3 separate regions of the Rattus norvegicus genome follow, and all the other regions are linked to region 1. Evidence: chromatin contacts called from public Hi-C data. All regions are on one chromosome and are shown on one strand. Each heading gives the region's core, a stretch centred on a gene start, on an enhancer-like site or on the middle of the called end of the contact. The rest is flanking DNA. Distances are from core to core; before and after follow the strand shown.

Region 1 (2,771 bases), core at 96-2,595:
TAGGTGCAGGAATGAATCAACAGGATCCATTAATGTTCTTCTGGCTAATCTTAAACTGCAGCCCAGACACAACCAAGGCACAATGGAAGCTGGTGCATTTGGATGCAGCTAAGAACTCGCTAGCATTAAGTCAGTCTAAGCCTTGGGCAGGCTTACAGGTGTGTGTGTGTGTGTGTGTGTGTGTGTGTGTGTGTGTGTGTGTGTGTAAAACTCACTGGTTTATGAACCAACTGGCAGGTCAGTGTTAGGAACAGGAATGACTCTCAGAGCAGAAGCTGTTTCTGCTGACCGCCATATTGCCAGCTCTGATGTGACTCCAGCACTTTAAGCCTAGATTAGGTCAAAGTTAGCATTTAGACACAAAAAGTGAGATTTCCTTTAAAGACCTAGAAATGTCATTGTCAACATTCAGCTCACTGTGGAGAAATGCAGTGCTCTGATCTGGCAGCCCCTCTGTGCTACAGGGCTCTGACGTGCAGCACACACTCCTGCATCACAAAACCCTTAAAACGCACAAGCATGAACTCAACACATTTCCTAGATCCTGTAAGAAGGCTCTGGGGCAGGCCAGGAGATGGCCCCACACAGAACTGTGTCTTCCTTCTCTCCTGAGATGAGCAAGGAGCCGTATCAGCAGTCTGTCTCCTCTCGACCCTCTTCAGTCTGTGGTGCAAACTGGAAAGAACTCTGTTGACTAGAAGAAACCTGGGGAATGAGCAGGCCAGGTAATTGGGAATCAATTTTAAGAAGCTAAATTAGCAATAAGAAGAGGCAAAGGGGTTTCTAGAGCCACTCGGGTATCCAGGGTGAAGTAAGAAGGCAACGAAGTAAGAAAAGAGCGATTTAAAAATTAACCCGCATGTGAACCCACGCTGCTCAGAGCAGGAATTCAAATCAAAGATCAGTTGAGCCCCTCCTCCTTCTGGAGCAGGATTGGCATTTGAGAAGAGAAATTGTTTGCTGGATAACCCAGCCTGCTGGGTAATTAAACAAGTATACCGATCAATAGTCAGTACCTGGGATTTGGAAGCTCACTGACAAGCTAGCACCGGGACACAGAAGGGAGAGTGGGGAACTGCTGGTCGCTTCAGGCAAGGCTTTGAGGCTTCTGCATTAAAAGATAAACACACAGTCTCCTCACCTTACTTGCTTTAAAAACCTCTTTGATTCAGCATTAACCCAGACAAAAGGAAGGGTCTCCACTCCAAGCATTTTTCTCTGGGTGACAGGTTCAGTTGTAAAGAGTCCAATTTGTGATTACATGGTTCACTTATACAGTGCAATGAAGCTGCCTGTTGGGTTCATGTTGCTTAAAAAAAAAAAAAGTGGTCAAGTTACTCATTAGCTACCTTGACCCTGTCTCCCTGAGAATTAGAGCGCTGGCCAAGGATCAGTTCCAGGAAAGCTGGAGCGATCCGCTCTTGTGTTTGTTGTGGTCATAGAACCCACCGGATCCTGAGCATGCTGTGTGTGTGGCAAAACACCTGCAGCTGCCCAGGCGCAGGCCACACTGGCCACCTGCCAAGACATTCATTGCCACCAATGGGAGAAGGCTAACCTAACTCTCCTCCAGAAGCTGGGTCATGGGTTCTTGTCTTCAGCAGAGGAAGCTGGGTGATGACTGGGCCAGGGAAAAGTCAGAAAGAGAAAGGGCGTGGCTTCAGATCTCAGATGCATGGAAATGGCCAGTGCTGTCTCTGTGCTGCTTCTTCTTCTTGGTATTGGTGGAAGTAGAATGGAAGGAAGACTTGGGGCCATTAACTCACCTTGCACCCTGCACCCTGCCCCCTCCACAGACTTGCCTGGAATTTCCTGTATTCCTGAACTTTTACAGAGGAAACCAGCTTCTTCCACTCCTTGCTTATCCATGAGGTATATGCTTAAAGGTTGAAAACAATCACAAAGGCGATGTAATTGTTCTACAAGTTGCTCTATAGTGAGGGATCTTGGAAGCACAACTAGCTGAAACGCAGCAAAAGAAACAATCGGTGGTTATTAAGGAAAGAGGTGTTCTCAGTATGGACCAGTGATTTGCACCTCAAAGATTTATACTACAAAATTCTGGAGTTGTTCATAGAACAGACTGCATTCCACAGACTGAGAAAACAATAATACTTATCTTGTATCTTATTATTTTTACGATAATAATAATTATTTTTATTGTTATTGTTTAATGACGAAAAGCCTCAGGTGAGCTGGGGAGCTCCAGACAGATAAGTTAATACACTGATAACATCTTCTGGCAGATAGGAGCTGGGAAGCCGCTGACAAGAAGGTCAAGATATTGATAAGAACATCCGAGTGGCATTTTACAATCCTGATACTTCAAAAAGCAGATCTGCAGATGAATTTTTTGCATCTTAAAAGTGCCCTTTTCTTCCCTATAAAACCCTCAAGCCCACTGTGCTTTCCCCTCAAAGGGACTCCCTGCTTCATTATTCTAATAAAGACAATCTGCTTCTACAGAGGCCAGTCTCAGCACTGTCACTCTGATCTAAGAGGTGTTGGATGATGATGATGATGGCCATGGTGGTGATGTGTGTGTGTGGTATAATATATACTAGATGTTGCATTTTCACAGAGTGCAGAGGAATTCAGAGGACTGTTTTTGGAAGCTGATATTTTTTTTTTCTTTCCCTGTGGATTTTGGAATTGAATTCAGGATGTCAGTTTTGCAAAACAAATGGGACCTCACTGGCCTTGAACGAGGGTTATGGTGATGGTTTTATAATAATGTGAATGTACTGTGTCACTCAGTGGAATGTACATTT
Region 2 (2,771 bases), core at 112-2,611, 160 kb after region 1:
AGAAGGCTGGTAGGACAGGGAGGGGTCATTAGGCTCTCCCAGATAAATAACCACCTCCAGGCTCCTCTGCAGTCTACACCCCACCCCCTGCCGCGCCCCCAAGTTCTCCCGCGGTAAAGCGGCTACCATCAACAGTAATGCCTCAGAGAGATAGGAGTCAGGATGGAGAATACCCTCATTTTAGGGCAAAGATGTGCTCGCAACATCTTAAACCCACACAGCCGCCAATGCGGGGCGTGTAGTCACCCGCCCAGACACACAACAGGGATGCATCTGAGAGCATCTTTTCGTTGCCCCGGCCACCACCTCATCAAGTCACTGTCACTGTTTTGTCAATTACCCTACTGTTTCCAAATCTGTGCAGCGCTCCCCCCACCACCACACCCCCACGGTAGGCGGGATCCCGAACCAACACTATCGGAGAAGCTCCCCACAAGTCTAGCCGTCTTTGTCCTGCTGCTGTTCTTCCAGGAACAAGCGCCCCAGGCCCCAGGTCCGCACAAAAGACCCCCAGAATCTGGCCCTCCACTCGGCCCCCTTTTTCTAATAATGGCTTGAAGGCAACTTCTAACAGGGAATCCGGGAGTAGGAAGGCAGGACAGTACTGGAGGGGGACCACTCAGGGCTTGAAAATGCTTGGTGGGGGGTGCACAGCGGGGATATGCGCGCACCTCAAGGGCGCGTGCAGCGCGTGCAGGAGGCGAGCTCCCGGGACCAGAGCTCCAGGGGGCATCCCAGGACTCACCAGAGGCAACTGCCTTGACCCCATCGCGCTCCCAACTCAAAGCAATGCCGGAGAAAAAAAAACCCAACTCCCCGGACCACCTCCTCCGGGGACGCCACTCCAGCTCTGCACTCCTTTAACCAAACAGACCACCCCAACCATAGCCCAAGAGGCACTCCCAGATATATCTATCCCAGACTACCGTTGCCCTTTCCCGCTTTTCCCTAGGCACAGGCTTCCCCGCGAGTCCCCTGTGCACCCGGGACCTGGGAGCATACAGAACGGAAAAACAAACCGAAACTCACTGACCTCTCAGCAGTGGCCCCGGCTCTGCTACGCCGCGGGCGGCTGCAGGAACGTGGGCAGCATCCCGAGGGTCCACGCTGCCCACCGCGCTCTGCTAGACGAGCGCCCAGGGCCGGCTGCTGCCTGCTCCTCCCGCCGCGGGTTGCGGGGCAGCGCGGGCAGAGTGGCGGCAGCGCCTCCCGCAGCCCAGCTCCCAGCTCGTCCCTCCTTCTGCTTCAGGCGGCGCCCTCCACCTGCCTGGCTGCCCTCCGAGTCCACGCTCGGACACCCGCCGCCAGGCGCCGGACACTGAGCGGGAGCTTTTGGTGCCACCCCCAGAGACCCAAGCACTGAAGGGAGCGGGAGGCTGAGCTCCGCTCCGCGGACCGCCCCTCCCCGGCGGCTCCACCTCCTCCCGCACTCCACCCGGCTGCTTGGCCGGCACGTCCTGTCTGTCTGTCGGTCCCCAGTGGCCCAGTCTTGGTGTGGGTGGGGAAGCAGGGACGCACCCTCCACCTACCGTATACCGGCGAGCACCTTGACCGAGCGCGGAAGCAGGACCTGAACGGGGTCAGGTGTGACCTAGAGGCCCGAGCACTGCAGGCTAGATCGGCTGGCCGCGGTGGCGACCCAGCTGCGGCTCCGGACTCAAGGCTATGGGGAGGAGGGAGGAGTCTAGACTGTTGCCTTTCCCGCGGGTTCCTTTTGGCTGCCCCTGAAAGTTCACTAACCCAACCAGGGCAGGAATCTGTCAGCATGGAATGGGATATGCTCCCAAAAAGGTCCACGGGGACACCTCGCGACTCGACCTCAAGTGTAAACGAAGCTCACAAAAAAGGTCAACAGGAAGGAGCAGGTGCTGGGTCTATAAAGAAGCCTAGACGGTCTACTACCCTATCGCCCAACTTAAAACCCAACTTCAGGCTCAGTGGTAAAGTGCTTGCTTGCCTAGATGCGTGAGTCTGGACTTACCCCCAGTACTCCTAAACAAAACCAAAGCCTCTCCCCTTAGTAGGATAAGCTTTTAATGCCCTGTAACCCCAGGAAAATCTAAAGATAGGGTCTCCTATTTCTTTGCTTAACAATTAGTGGGGAAATGGGGAGAAATGTGTCCCCTGCTGGTCTCGGGCTCCATGTCTGAGTTCTGGGACCTTTGGGGATCTATTCCACTGAGAAACGGAAAACTCACTAGAGTTATGTGTCTTCTCATCTCCACGGTTCAGCCAAAGGATCCCTCTGTCCGTGCACCTACACCTAGGTGCTGAGCTGTCTTCATGGGTCCCGTGCTCCTTCCTATTACAGTAGTGCTTCTCTACCTTCCTAATGTTGTGGCCCTTTAACACAGTTTCTCACATTGTGCTGACCCCCAATCGTAAAATTATTTTTGTTGCTACTTCCTAACTGACATATTGCTACTGTTACAAACCAGAATGCAAACATCTGTGTTTTCCCATTGTCTTTTGTGAACCATGAAAGGGTCTCGAGCCACAAGTTGAGAACTTCTGATCAAGAAGTCCTGAGAGCCATGTTGGCTCCGTATGACCTAATGAAGCCATGTTGGCAGCTGGTCCTACTTGCTTTGTCTCACATGTACAACTTGTGAATGGTGTTCCAAGCAGGCTATTAACACACTGGGGAAAACTGTCATCCAGGAGACTCACAAAGCTGGAAGAGCACCTGTGGTCTCTGGGATCCCAGTAGGATCCCTGCTTTCTCTAGTCACCAGGCAGACTCTTGCTCCACTGTTCCCTTATAACCTCTC
Region 3 (2,771 bases), core at 148-2,647, 130 kb after region 1:
CAGTTGCTCTGGACAATGTTTTCAATTAATTAAGTAGTAAAACAAGGGGAAATGGACATTTTTCAGAGCCCTGGGTTGAAACAGATACAGGCAAGAAAGAGAGAATACCTTCCCCGCTATCCACATGTGTGCATAACTATCATGCCCCAGCTTTCATACCCAGCCATGATTACTCCCAACACTCAAAGAGGAAGAATGCATAGAGACTGTTTGATTTTTCACCTCAAGTCAGGTGTCGTGGCATTCACCTTTAATATCACCACTGGTGGTCAGCCTTGGCTACAGAGCAAATTCAAGGGCAGTCTGGGGCACGGGAGACTTTGTTTCAGAAAATAAACTACCAATGAACAGAACCCTCTGGTTGAATTAGGGAAAAGCTGGAGGAAGCTGAGGAGGAGGGCAACCCTGTAGGAGGACCAGCAGTCTCAATTAACCTGGACCCCCAAGATCTCTCAGACACTGGATCACCAACCAGGCAGCATCCACTAGCTGAGATGAGGCCTCCAACACATATACAGCAGAGGACTCCCCGGTCTGGGTTCAGTCAAAGAAGATGCACCTAACCCCCAAAAGACTGGAGGCCCCAAGAAGTTTAGAGGCCTGGTGGGGTGAGTGGGGTAGGGACGGGGGAAGGGTGAGGGGTGGAGGAGGTATGGAATGTGGAACAGTTGGAGAGTGGTCTGAGAGGGGAATAAAATCTGGAGTCTAAAAGTAAACAAACAAACAACAAACTAAAACTAAGCTTATAATGGATTTATAAGCTTTCATTGTTGACTTGACACAAACTAGAATCTTGGGAAGATTCTTCCATTAGTGAGGTATTGTCTATTTCAGATCGGCTGCAGACCTTACTGTGAGGAAATGCCCAAGGTTAACTCTTGTGGGGAAGCCCAGCCAACTGTGGTGATTATTGCAAAGGCTTAGGAACAGGGTTGGGGGAATCCCTGAACTGTATAAAAGTGACGTGCTCAAGCTGAGCACAAGCAAGTAAGTGAGCATTATATTTCTCTGTGCTCAAAAGTTTGACTCCCTGGAGCCACATGACTTTATTTTCATGGTGATACTAAAACAACTTTTATATTAAAAGCTGTCAATTTTCTCTGAGCCCTTAGGGCCTCTGAAAACCCTGGCTTGAATCCTGGAAAACAAAGCAAATTTCCAATAGACACCCCCCCACACACACACACACACACACAGGCATTTTAGCTATAAGCTATCAGCAGTAATGGTAGCAGGATAGAAAACACTCACCACAGCCCAGTGTTGCTGCAATGCTTCCTCTGAAAGAACTTTGAAATGGCCAACCCTTCGACTTCATGGCCCTCTTGGGATCATTAGAGGCATAGAAATAGCAAAGAATCTCGTACTGCAACTCCATGTCCTCCATGGTTTGGCCAGTCATTCTAAGCATGGCTGTTGCCCTGTTCACTCTGTTTTCAGGTGACAGCCTGATGAAGGACCTTCCTGATCAATAGTCATTTAAAGTGGTTGTCATGGAAACGTCTAAATATTGACCTAAAAAGTGTTTCCCAAGACACACATTTATGCTGTGTTGGTGAATCAGCAGACATTAAGGCAAGAGTGGCAGAAAGCCCCATGTTGGAGGAGTGGGTCAAGTTCACGTTGATGTGGGGTCTGTGTCAGCCCCTCAGCCCCAAGCCACCCAGACCTGTCTCCTTTGCATCCATGAACTCTAAGATGTGGACTCTGTCCTGAGATCTAGCTTCCTTAGGAAATGTTCTTCTATGAAGCTTGTGTTGGGCAAGCCTTCAGGACTTCCAAGGTCTGGATGCTCCCTGAGTCAAGACAGCAATGGGACCTCTACACTGGAGACTTGTTCTTAATTAGTCCCTCAGTGCCAGCCTAGATGAAGTTAGAGTGGCTGCCCTCATGATCACCTCGGCTGTTTCCATGAGACCTGCCAGAGGCTTGCATAGGCACATATTGCCTCACAGACCTCATGACTCAGCAAAATTCCTCAATTTTTTTTTCCACAGAGATGACAGAACTGGGACCCATTTTAATAAGAAATATATGTTAAGTTTATTTGGCAAGATGAGAACAAAGCCAGGATGAAGCTGGGGGTCTCCTGCGTTGTCTCTGCTGTGAGAATCACACCTGGAGAAACTCCACTTTCTTGTGCACTGAGTGAAGTCAACTGCTGACTAGAAGAGAGCAGAAGAGGCATTTTCTAACACACAGGGGACCCCCTGGAGAGTCTCAGAGCACAATCCCATATTACAGACAAGTGTGGGCAGCTCCCTCAGGTACCTACCAGTCACGGTTACCGTTCAGTAGCAGACATGTGCTCGCTCTACCTCACAGAATGGGACAGAGAAGGGATCTGTTCAAATTCCCACCTCAGTGCTTTTGATAAAACCAATTGCTTCCAACAAAACAGAAAGGGCTTCAGTACTCCCCACTGGTCCCATCTGAGCTTCTTGGTTGCAAGCTTAGCTGGTTTCTGTGAAATCAGCAATGGAGTACAAGGGGAGTGTTGAACAAATGCAAACTCCAAGTTGCCTCAAAATGCTTCAGGATTTTCATATACCACATTCCAGGGGTGCCATGACATAGTTATTAAAACAACTACCTGCTCAGCTCAAAGTTTTGGGAAGAGTTGGGTGTGTATGCCATCCCAGGTGCCACGTGCTCTCTTGAGATCAAACCATGAGTTAGTTGGCTTTTTCAATTGTCTGGGTCCCTTGCTGTAGATACCATGCACGGATGCTTCTACAGACATTTTATGTTAATTATTTGTGAGTGCTGAG

The links. Hi-C and Micro-C count contacts between places; a contact is called where the count stands out from the background.
Region 2: a contact with region 1 is called in a Hi-C map of liver, with 4 times the contacts expected there. The contact joins the promoter of Rnf152 here to the enhancer-like site in region 1. A contact is called at or near these places in 4 of 12 Hi-C or Micro-C datasets (kidney and liver).
Region 3: a contact with region 1 is called in a Hi-C map of liver, with 3 times the contacts expected there. The contact joins two enhancer-like sites. A contact is called at or near these places in 2 of 12 Hi-C or Micro-C datasets (kidney and liver).

Annotation. Positions count from the first base shown.
Region 1 is chr13:21,751,401-21,754,171 of GRCr8, forward strand. No RefSeq gene overlaps it. Among named protein-coding and RNA genes, the nearest start is that of Rnf152, 160 kb to the right of the region's middle. Within about 2 kb of position 1,346, at least 15 of the 93 cell types and tissues checked have an H3K27ac peak or open chromatin away from gene starts, as enhancers often do. A contact at or near this core is called in kidney and liver, where this site is marked.
Region 2 is chr13:21,916,331-21,919,101 of GRCr8, forward strand. It overlaps Rnf152 (ring finger protein 152), which reads right to left and starts at 1,362. Exons shown (of 3, transcript NM_001106305.2): 1 at 1,034-1,362.
Region 3 is chr13:21,882,879-21,885,649 of GRCr8, forward strand. All of the region lies in intron 2 of Rnf152 (ring finger protein 152), which reads right to left. Among named protein-coding and RNA genes, the nearest start is that of Rnf152, 33 kb to the right of the region's middle. Within about 2 kb of position 1,398, at least 2 of the 93 cell types and tissues checked have an H3K27ac peak or open chromatin away from gene starts, as enhancers often do. A contact at or near this core is called in liver, where this site is marked.